Linked DNA regions of Mus musculus: all the other regions are linked to region 1. Evidence: chromatin contacts called from public promoter capture Hi-C data. All regions are on one chromosome and are shown on one strand. Each heading gives the region's core, a stretch centred on a gene start, on an enhancer-like site or on the middle of the called end of the contact. The rest is flanking DNA. Distances are from core to core; before and after follow the strand shown.

What was found. Capture Hi-C pulls out chosen DNA fragments and counts their contacts.
Region 2: a promoter capture Hi-C map of adipose tissue shows a contact between it and region 1. The contact joins the promoter of Zfp738 here to the promoter of Zfp458 in region 1. A contact is called at or near these places in 1 of 115 datasets of contacts at active chromatin or transcription factors (bone marrow-derived macrophages) and 3 of 9 other capture datasets (adipose tissue, liver and macrophages).
Region 3: a contact with region 1 is called in a promoter capture Hi-C map of liver. The contact joins the promoter of 9430065F17Rik here to the promoter of Zfp458 in region 1. A contact is called at or near these places in 1 of 39 promoter capture datasets (erythroid cells), 2 of 484 Hi-C or Micro-C datasets (CD4 T cells and CD8 T cells), 1 of 115 datasets of contacts at active chromatin or transcription factors (bone marrow-derived macrophages) and 3 of 9 other capture datasets (adipose tissue, liver and pancreatic islet).

The regions. Positions count from the first base shown.
Region 1 is chr13:67,267,422-67,271,007 of GRCm38.p6, reverse strand. Zfp458 (zinc finger protein 458) reads left to right here and starts at 1,940. Exons shown (of 4, transcript NM_001001152.2): 1 at 1,940-1,977. The coding sequence starts at 1,972.
Region 2 is chr13:67,681,816-67,685,401 of GRCm38.p6, reverse strand. Zfp738 (zinc finger protein 738) reads left to right here and starts at 1,890. Exons shown (of 4, transcript NM_001001187.3): 1 at 1,890-1,999. The coding sequence starts at 1,964.
Region 3 is chr13:67,551,623-67,555,208 of GRCm38.p6, reverse strand. 9430065F17Rik (RIKEN cDNA 9430065F17 gene) reads right to left here and starts at 2,007. Exons shown (of 5, transcript NR_131100.1): 1 at 1,956-2,007; 2 at 1,580-1,635. Zfp748 (zinc finger protein 748) reads left to right here and starts at 2,057. Exons shown (of 4, transcript NM_001035231.3): 1 at 2,057-2,178. The coding sequence starts at 2,173.

The sequences.
Region 1 (3,586 bases), core at 691-3,190:
CTGTGCTTGTGAGCCACAATGTGAATGTTAGAAAACAAACTCATGCTCTGTAAGAATTTAATTACTCTCAACTACTGAACAATCTCTTTAGCTTACTGTAAGCATAGATTTTTAAAAGGAATTTGGCCACACATCACATTGAATGCAGAATGTTTCTATGGGAGAAACTTAAAGGATTAAGTGACTATAAAATGATAGTGTAGGCAATAAAGCTAAAACTTCCAACATGGTCTAAACAAGCATATAAGGCCTGAGAATCAGACTATGGTAAACTTTCTGTAAGTATGCCCGGGCCGCTAACACCATGCTGAATGAGGCTTTCTCTAGAGTCTGCATGTTCAGTTTGTGCCTACCTCCTTCTCTTGAATTAACCAATTTCACTAGGAGGAAATGGAAACTGCGGAACAGTTGAGGTTTCATCCTCACAGATCAGCTCCTCTCAGGTGAGTCAGTTCCCTCAGTCAGTACACTCACACATTGAAAGCCTAGCAGTACTTATGGTTGCTGGCAATGCCCTTCCCTGCAGCCTTCAGGAGTACAGACTAGTCATGAGTTCATTCTAAACAGACATGCCAATCAAGTGTCCAGGTGAATGTATTAGGGGTATTGTTTAATACTGCTTGATGACTCTAGTTTCTCTAAGAGGAGCTGTATCCCTGGCTTAGCACACTGCCTGGAATACAAGAATTGAATAGGAACTTCCCATAGTCTCTGCACTGAAACAGCTTCCTCATCAATCTGTATACATCGTGGAAGCATGAAGCCTTCCTTATAATGGGTGTGTACCTTTGTCTCAAACACAAACTGCCCAGCAATAAATCTTCCTAAGAAGAGATGGGCATTCTCAGTACTCCATGGTCCCAATGCAGCTTCTTTACTACACTGAGCTCACTTGACAATCGTAGGGACATATTTCTAACACCTTTGTATTCAAGGAGGAATCATCTCAGTGTTCTGCTTAGAAGTGAGGGAAGTTCAAGACAGATAACAAATATTTAAATCGTCTGAAACATGAATCATGGCGTGATCAGGAGAGAGGAAATTCTATAAGGAACATCAAAGGGAACAAGGGAAATCCTATAGTGCACAGTGTACCAAGAGTCAGTAGACTCACCAGTGTGATCCCAGGAGCTCTGCACCTCCTGCTGGGAGATGGGGAGGAGGAAAGCCTGTGCTCAGAGAACACCCGGTGGTGACTAGTTTTGATTTCCTGTTCTTCTTCTTTTTTTTTTTTTAATTATTATTTATTTATTATATGTAAGTACACTGTAGCTGTCTTCAGACACTCCAGAAGAGGGCGTCAGATCTCATTACAGATGGTTGTGAGCCACCATGTGGTTGCTGGGATTTGAACTCCAGACCTTTGGAAGAGCAGTCGGGTGCTCTTACCCACTGAGCCATCTCACCAGCCTGATTTCCTGTTCTTCTGTTTTAAGCACCTGAGATGCTGCATGTCAGGCGGGATCACCAAGCGTGGTTTCATTAAAGAAATGCACAGTCCTACATTACCGTCCTGCTTCCTTATTTTTAAGTAAAGCAGACCATGAAAGCATGATTTCCCATGTGTTAGTATGATTTCATAAGTAGGTTTGAGCTTTAAAATCACGTTTTAGCAGAAATAACTAGCATGATTAACATTACTGAGAAAGGCTCGACTCACAGGCTAACATCGCATGCTGAGACCACAGCACTTCAAAAAAGCCCGAATGCCCTGTGGCTGCCCATGTGCAGAAGACTGTTTCTTTCTAATTCCACTTGCTCACAGTAGGGCAGGTACCCAGGCAGTGCACAAAACCCATTTGGAGTGTTCCTGGAAGTCCTTTGCACTGACTTGTGGGAAATGTAGTCCCAACAATTATGACATCACCAGAAGGGGCTGTCAGTATTGAACTTCCGGGTTCGTTCTTAAACCTCGCTTCTCCCCCAAAGTTAGGGGACTGTCCTGCTCAGAACTGGGCTTGGATCTCTGACATGGAGGTTGGTGCAGGGAGCAACGCCGTCCTGCAGATCCAGAGGGACTGTGCAGGGTGGCGGGTCGGGCGCGGAGGGAGCTGACTCAGGCTGGTTGGGAGACAGGGGAAGCTGCTGACCTGGAGATGCTGTGCTGACCTAGGATGGGCCACTGCCCCCGGGAACAAGATTGAAGAGGAGAAGGTTGGAAAACAACAGGATGGCCAGGGCAATCTGGTTCTGCTGACTGCCTGTGCCTGAGATGCTGAAGGGAGCGCACTCAACTTTGCTGAAGAACATGCTCTGCCTAGCTGACCCGTGATCACATGGCTATAGTCAGATTCTCGGGATTTACAGAACTTCCTAAATTTCCTAGTGTGCTGGAACAGAAAGTCTTGTGAGGGCAACTGTTGTGTGGAATGTTAGTTCCTATTCCCTTGGAATGAATTGTTAGATTTATGGACGCCTCCGTTTGAATAGGAATTTCTAATAGACACCGCTGTGACCTGAATCATCACAATACATGGCTGTATAGCCACAGAATAATCTTGGAATTGGTATGAACCCGTGTTTGCACAATCCAAATAATTAACCTTTCTTTCCCCTTACCTCTGGTACGTGGGCTAGAGGGAAAGTTGAAGCGTTCAAGAACTCTAATTAAGTAAGTCTTGAAATTTCTAAGCCTACAGTATGATGTTTTCTAGTTCCATCCATTTGCCTGAAAAATTCTTGATATCCTTATTTTCAATAGCTGAGCAGTATTTCACTGTGTAAGTGAACCACATTTTCTTTATCCATTTGTTCATCGAGGGATATCTGTATTGTTTCCAGATTCTGGATATCATGAATGAAGTTGCTCTGAATGTAGTTGAGTAAGGTGCCTTGTAGTTTGGTGGAACATCTTTTGGGTATATGACCGTGGTATAGCTGGGTCTTGAGGTAGAACTATACCCAATTATCTGAGGAGCTGCCAAATTGATTTCTATAGTGGTTGTGCAACTTGACACTCCCTCCAGCAATGGAGGCGTGTTCTCCCTGATTCACATCCTTGCCAGCATGTGCTGTGGCTTGCGTTTTTGATTTTGGCCATTCTGCTGGGTGTAAAGTAGAATCTCAGTCACCTTGGTTTGCATTTTCCTGAAGGCTAAGAATGTTGGACCTTTTAAAGGTCTTTCTTGGCCATTAAAGATTCCTCTATTGAGGAATTCTCTGCTTAGCTCTTTAACCCATTTTTAAATTGGCTATTTGGGTTGTTGGTGTCTACCTTTTTGAGTTCATTATATTTTTTGGGTGTCACCCCCCCCACCCCCATGAGGCATAGGGTTGATGAAGATCTTTTCCCCTTCTGTAGGCTACCAATTTTTTCCTATTGACAGCGACCTTTGCCTTGCAGAAGCTTTTCAGTTTCATGAGGCCCCATTTATTAGTTACTGATCTTAGTGCCTGAGCTATTTGGTGTTCTGTTCAGGAGGTTGTCTCCTGTACCAGTGTGTTCAAGGCTACTTTATACTTCCTCTTGTATTAGACTTAGTGTATCTGGTTTTATGTTGAGGTCTTTGATCCATGTGGACTTGAGTTTTTGCAGGATAATAAATTGGATCTATTTACATTTTCTAGATGCAGACATCCAGTTAGA
Region 2 (3,586 bases), core at 641-3,140, 410 kb before region 1:
AAACTTGGGTTTTGCTTTCCCAAGGTTGTAGGTATTATCCTAACCTTGCACAAGAAACTTAAAAATTATGGTTAAAACTGCCAGAGTTCCACTGACTTCAGCCTGCAGTTTCATTGCAAATTTAAGATTTTCTACTCACCCATATATTGTTAATTAAGATTATTACAAGAGTAATCATCTTTTGAAAGCACTAATACAGCTCACTTCATACAAAACTGTGACAGAGTTATCTAGTTATGTTTGTCTTTGTGAATAGATTAGACAATCACTTTGGCTATAGTTGCTGCCTGGCAGGAAACTGCAGTACGGGCAATTTTTTCACAACACTAAAGTTGTGAAGAACATTTTAACTGTAAGTCATCTTAAGAAAGAGTATCAAACTTTAGAGGCGTAGACGGTTACATTGTTCCTCTAGAATTGGTCCTTATTACAGGAGGGCCAAGATGCTCAGATTAAAAAAAGTATTTTACCTTTGAGTCAATGCAGGGCTCTGGGCAGCCCCAGAGCGGCTTGTGGCCTTCTTGTGTTTTGCAAACAGTGCCTGAGAAAGTTTTTCCCTGTGTCCAAGAAAATTTCTTTTTAACAGTGTTGCAGATCTATTCAGATGTTTAAAATAATGCTTAAATTCAAAGAGTTTTGCTTCAGGTGAACTGTAATCACTAGAAAATTTTGCCTCTAGGTATGGCTAATGTAACTTTACCTTATGTAAGAAAAATTTTTATTGTTTCTGCTTCTATACTTGAAGCCAAGAGTTTTAATCTTTCAGTGTATATTGTTTCCTAAGTGGAAAGTATTTTATTAACTAATGCTTCTTAAAGGAAGTTTACCTTAAATCCTTGCTCTCACCCAAAGGATTCAGAGACAATCCTTTTATTACTTAGGGATTTCGCACAGTCTCTGCTCTGAAACAGCTTGCTTTTGAATTATTGTGCCTCAGGGAAGTATGAAATCTTTTCTGTAATGCCATTTGTAGCTTTAACTCAAGCATGAACTACACAGGAATAAACCTTCCCACGAAAAGATGGGAATTCTCAATACTCCAAGTTTCCAGTCTAACTTCTTTAATACATCGACCTCGTTTTACAGTGATATGAACATATTTCTGATACCTTTATATTCCAGGAGGAACGATCTCAGTGTTCTGCTTAGGAGAAGTGAGGGAAGTACAAGGCAGCTACCAGTAATGTTCAAGTATTATCAAATGTGAATGATGACAGGATCAGTGGAGACAGGAAAATCAATAAAGAACATCAAACCAAACACAGAGGGAAATTGAAGAGCCAGTACACACACCATTGTGATCCTAGGAGCTGTGCCCCTCCTCTTGGGAGAGATTCAGAGGAGGAAAGCAAGTGCTCAGAAAATACTTGGTGGTGACTCACTTTGATTTCTAATTCTGTCTTAAGTACCTGGGATGGTTTCGATAACATCTTAAAGAGATAATGCCCACTCTTACATTATCTTCCTTTTTCATATTTTAAGTAAACCATGAAAGCATTAATTTTCCACTCCGTAGTAAGATGCTAATAAGTAGAGATGTGCTTTTTAAAAAACCAAAAACAACAATAACAACAAAAAAGATCCGAGCTTTAAACTCACAATGTTTTAGAAGAGATAACAAGGAAATGCGATAAACATTACTGTGAAACTCAGCTCACAGGCTAACATCGCGTGCTGTGACCAAAGACTTTTTTTAAAGCCCAATTTCCCTGTGGCTGCCCACATGCTGCAGCCTGTTTTTTTCTAACTTCAGCTGCCCAGAGCTGGGCTGCAAGGCAGGCAATGCACAAGACCTCTTCTGTGGGTCCCTGTAAGTCCTTCCAACTGACTTGTGGGAAGTGTAGTCCCGTCCCTTGTGAGGTCATCAGAAAGGGCCCTCGGAATCGAGCTTCCTTAGTCTTTCTTCAAACTTCACTCCTCAAATGTATGCAGTTGTCCTCAGCACTACATCTGGATTTCTGACATGGAGGTTGGTGCAGGGAGCAGCGCCATCTTTCAGGTCTGAGGGGCTGTGCAGGGTGGCAGGTAGGGCACGGAGGGAGCTGGCTCGGGCTTATTGAGAGGCAAGAAGCTGCTGACCTGGAGATGCTGTGCTGACCTAGGCTGGGCCGCTGCGCCTGGGCACGGGTTTGAAGGGGAAAAGACTGAAAACAACAGGATGGCAAGGGCAGGCTGGGTCAGCTGCCTGCCTGTTCCTGAGATGCTGACAAGAGCGCACTCATCATTACCTAGCTGGCCCGTTCTCACGTGACTGTAGTCAGATTCTCAGGACATACAGAGCACTTGACATGTAGCACCCTCTATACGTTATGTCTTGGACACCACTCCTGGTTTGTGCTCAAACAGCTTCCTAAAGTTCCTAGTGTCCAAGGAGCAAGAATCCTGTGAGGGAGGGCAAACTGTTGTGTGGGATGTTAGTTCCTGTTCCTTTGGAACGAATTGTTAGACTCACGGATGCCCTGATTCAAATAAGATTTTCTAATAGACACCTTTGTGACCTGAATGCGACAATACATGGATATAAAACCACAAAATAATCTTGTAGTTGGTATGAACCAGTGTTTGCACAATCCAAATAAATAGGATTTTACACTAAAGATTAAAAATCACTAGACAATAATACCTCAACAATTCTGAGTATGTGTTGTGTCCAAAATTTTGACTCCTTTTCAGATGTGAGAGACTTGACTTGGTGTGATGAGAAATGGCAGGGGGGGCTAGAAAGTCTGAAAGGGAAGGGGGAAATGGCTCTGCTCATCTTCCAGGCTCTGTACATTGCACTCTAATCTGCAAGGATCTGTACATTGCTCTCTAATCTGCCAGAGTCTGTACATTGTTGTCTCTTCACTTGCTTTTCTTCTTTGTGTTCATGTTATCAGCATTGTCTGAACTCTCTTAAATTTTCCTTTATCCCTTAATGTGACATTCATGTTTACTGACACACCCTTCTTAATAGTTTTAGAAAAAATTCTCCCAAGTTTTTCAACTGTATTTGAAAAGCTGTAAGATAGAACTGGAGAGATGGCTCAGTGGTTAAGATATCTGGCTGTTCTTCCAAAGGTCCTGAGTTTAATTCCCAGCAACCACTTGGTGGCTCCCGACTATCTATAATTGGATCTGATGTTCTCTTCTGGTGTGTCAGCAAAAGAATGCTCAAAGAAAGAAAAGAAAGAAAGAAAGAAAGAAAGAAAGAAAGAAAGAAAGAAAGAAAGAAAGAAAGAAAAATACTTTCGGTCTTATGGTTTACACATAGTATGTTTATGATCATTCAAAAATGCACAGTTCTCCTCTTGAAAGGTTAAGAGAATAGTTTAGTACAGAGCAATTTGAGTAGCCATGATCTGAGGACATAGATTTAGTTTAAACCAAATTCCATACTCTAACATGGAATCAGTTTCATGATTGTACACTCAGGAAGAGTGAGAATCAAGCATCCTCCATTGGGCCCTCCTTTTTATTTAGTGTGTCTGGGTCTGTTGATTGTATCATGGATATCTTCGTAGCTAATATCCACTTATAAGTGAGTATATATTATGCATATCCTTTTGGTTCTGGGCTAAGTCACTCAGGAAGATGAAGTGCAAGT
Region 3 (3,586 bases), core at 758-3,257, 280 kb before region 1:
AGTGTAATCTTGGTGGTCATCTCGTGATACCGGCATCTCCAAAACACTGCTGTTTTCTGCTGCAACTAGGCTTCACCAATAGCCTCTCATAGGCTCTCTTTATGGTGCCAACCCTCAACTCCAACTTGCTTCATGGTCATGATGTTTTGAGCAGGAATACATACTCTGACTAAGACATACATCTGTTGAATTTTTAAATATTTTTCTATGGCAAAATTTCCAGTTCAAACTTACATAAAATGTGACTTACATCCTGGGTGGTATGTTTACTAATTCTATGTAAACATGAGAATATTGCAAAGTGAGACTGTCTGCTGCATGTATTCTGGATAAATGATTCTCTCAGAAAGTGGTCATTTGTGTGAAGGAGATGGGTGTTGTTTTTAGAAGTTATGTCCTTCTAAAATGAAAGCAAAAAGGACCAAATACCCTGTACCTGACTGTGTGCTTTCATCACTAAGGCCCAAATATTTGTAAACCCTGAGACTTCTTAATCACACTCTTCTCTCCAAATTGAATTCATATTTGCAGAGACTGTATTATTCATTCTTATCTATAGAAATATTGGCATTTGTGTCACCTAATAGTTATTTTTATTTTTTTCTATATGAGTACACCATAGCTGTCTTCAGACACACCAGAAGAGGGCACTGGATTGGGATCCACAGATAGTTGTAAGCTACCACGTGATTGCTGGAATTGACCTCAGGACCTCTGGAAGATCAGTCAGTGCTCTTAACCGCTGAGCCATCTCTCCAACCACCCTCCCCAACCAGTTATTAAAACTCCTTCTTAAACATTTCAGGGAAGAATAAAAAAGGACACAAGTAAGTTTCTTTCTTTCTTTCTTTCTTTCTTTCTTTCTTTCTTTCTTTTTTTTTTTTTTTTTTTTTTTTTTTTTTTTTTTTTTTTTGGTTTTTCGAGACAGGGTTTCTCTGTATAGCCCTGGCTGTCCTGGAACTCACTGTGTAGACCAGGCTGGCCTCCAACTCAGAAATCTGTCTGCCTTTGCCTCCCAAGTGCTGGGATAAAAGGCATGCGCCACCACTGCCCGGCAGGACACAAGTTTCTTATTAAAAAAAAAAAAAAAAAAAAAAGACTTTCCTTCTCAGCTGAGATTTAGCTTCCTTGTGAACCACTGTCCGTCACGAGTCCAGACTCTTCTTTCTAAAAAGGTTTGTTCTTTGGTCTTTGGCATGACCAGTACAGCACTAGATATTTACGAGGAGATAGGAGGTCCCAATGGTGCCAATCTATCTTTATTCATTCATTCATTATTTCTATGTTCCCAGTTAGATTCTCTGAGTTCTTTACAAGTGAATTCTAGAGAGCTGGGCTTTTAATTTTGTTCTATAATTTTAAATCATATCTGTGCACCTTGACCTGTGCACTACACTGTATGGATTCCAATGTTCACACTAAGACTTTTTTTCCAGCTGTGGCAAACTGGTTATTTTATTTAACTACAGGACGAGATTGTCTATTGTAGTGGTGTATTTATAACTAAAGCCTTCTTCATCCCAGGCAAGCAGGGACTTTACCCCTAAGATGCTCAGTAACCCTTTTTTGTAGTTTGTACCTTTTGCCCAGGTTATCCTTGGATTTGGCATCCTTCTGTCTTAAGCTCCTGAGCATCTGCGAAGACACGGAGTGACAAATAGGCTGATTGTAAAATCATCTTAACAGAAAGTGGTCATTTCCATACAATTTTTTGCTGATTTATTTTAAAGTTAAATTGAGTCAACGTGAATTTTACATATGGAATAAACCTCATAATAAGTAGACTTTGAGTTTTAAATCAGTACAGATTGACCAGAAATAATCAGCAAACATTAGAGTCAAAGGCTCGACTCACATTCAAACATCTCCGGTAGTGAACCCGGGATTTTAAAAGCAGCCCGACTCCCTATGGCTGTCCCAGTGCAAAAAATGCTCGCGTTCCCATCCATCCTCACCTGCAGAGGTGAAGAAACACAGGAAACACACACGTCACCAGCCTGTTTTCCTGGCGCCTCGTCGCACAGACTTGTGGGAAGTGTAGTCTTCCGTTGGATCGCTTCACAAGGAGCCATTGTGGAAACGGCACTTCCGCATTGCGACTGCACTAGTGCATTTTCTCTCAAAGTTGGGCGATTCTCTGGTCCTGCTCCGCGCTCGGCTTGCATCGCTGACATGGAGGTTGGTCCAGGGTGTCGCGTACCGCTGCAGGTCGGAGGGACCGAGGGCGGGTCCGGCCCGGAGGCGGCGGAGGAGGGGTGGCCCGGAGGCGGGAAGAACAGACTTGGTGGAGCCCTGCTGACCTAGGCTGGGCCACAGCGTCTGGAAGCCTGCTGGGGCCGGGGAGAGGGCATGCGGTTGGTGCTGGAAGTGAACGCTCTTGTGAGCTCAGAGTAGCTGCCTGGGTCTCTTATAGAGGCTGTATTGGTAAGAAAGGAATTGGGAATATGAAAATCCAGGATTGCTCGGACAGGCGGGTCTGCTCGTAACCTGTACCTGGAAGTGGTGGTGGTGGACTCATACATCTCAGATTGGCTATGGACCCACGCCTTCCCCGCGCTTGTCAGTTTTCTCAGGACACCTAGACCAAGTGGAGATCTGGCCCCTCCTGTACTTTATAGCCGGCCTAATACTTTTAGTTTGTATTGATAGAAGTTCATAGAGTTACTAGTTTCCAAGGACGGAGAGTTTTGCGAGAGAGATTGATGCATGGGATGTTAATCCCATTTTCATTGGAACAGAGATTTATGGACTGCCGTTTTAAATAGGAATACTTAATGATCACTGCTGTGACCTGAATCCTCAGACTAACACCCCCATGCAGAGCTAGAATGATCCCCTAAAGGAAAAGATTCTAGCTTTGCAAAACAAGAAATTACTGATCCTGCACTGTACTGGAGAAGAATAACTCATCCAATTCCATTGGGAATTATGATGCCATTAGTTTGTGGGAGATGAGTTGGCTAGAGGCTACAAGGGTGTCTAGGGATTGACTGTAAGGGGACAGAGGTGCTTGAGTTTCTCTGGGAAAGAGAAATAGTCCTGCCTACCTGACCGGATGCTTACAGTGCTCTCTGATCGATCCCATGGTTTTCTCCCGTCGTTGTCCACTGCATACTGTGTCTAAAACTGTCACTAGTTGTGGGATCTGTGTTCCACGAGTGCCCTTAAACAGTTCGTCCGGAACCGTTTCTCCCAAGTTTTTATACTGGGTCAAAAGAGTAAGAGATGACTTTAAGAGCTATGGTTCACTCGGGATCCTGTAGTTTTTTCACAGTGGGCTGCTCACATAGTCTTTTGTTTGTACAAGTGAAAATATGAGGGAAGGAATTACTCATTTTAGAAACTCACATATAGTGACGTTGTTGTATTACACATGTCGTCCTTACAAAGACTCTGATAGGAAAGTTTGCAGGATGGCGATGATGATGCTCACCATCCCCTGGTGATCTGTGTGACATCTGTTGGTTAACATGGAGAGAAGATACGGAAGGTATTTGTATAGATTTGGATGGGAGGAATAAAAAATGTGAAGCACGGATTTTTGTCATTTTTCTCCTTTTGGTTTATAAAGATTTCTGTTCTTGAG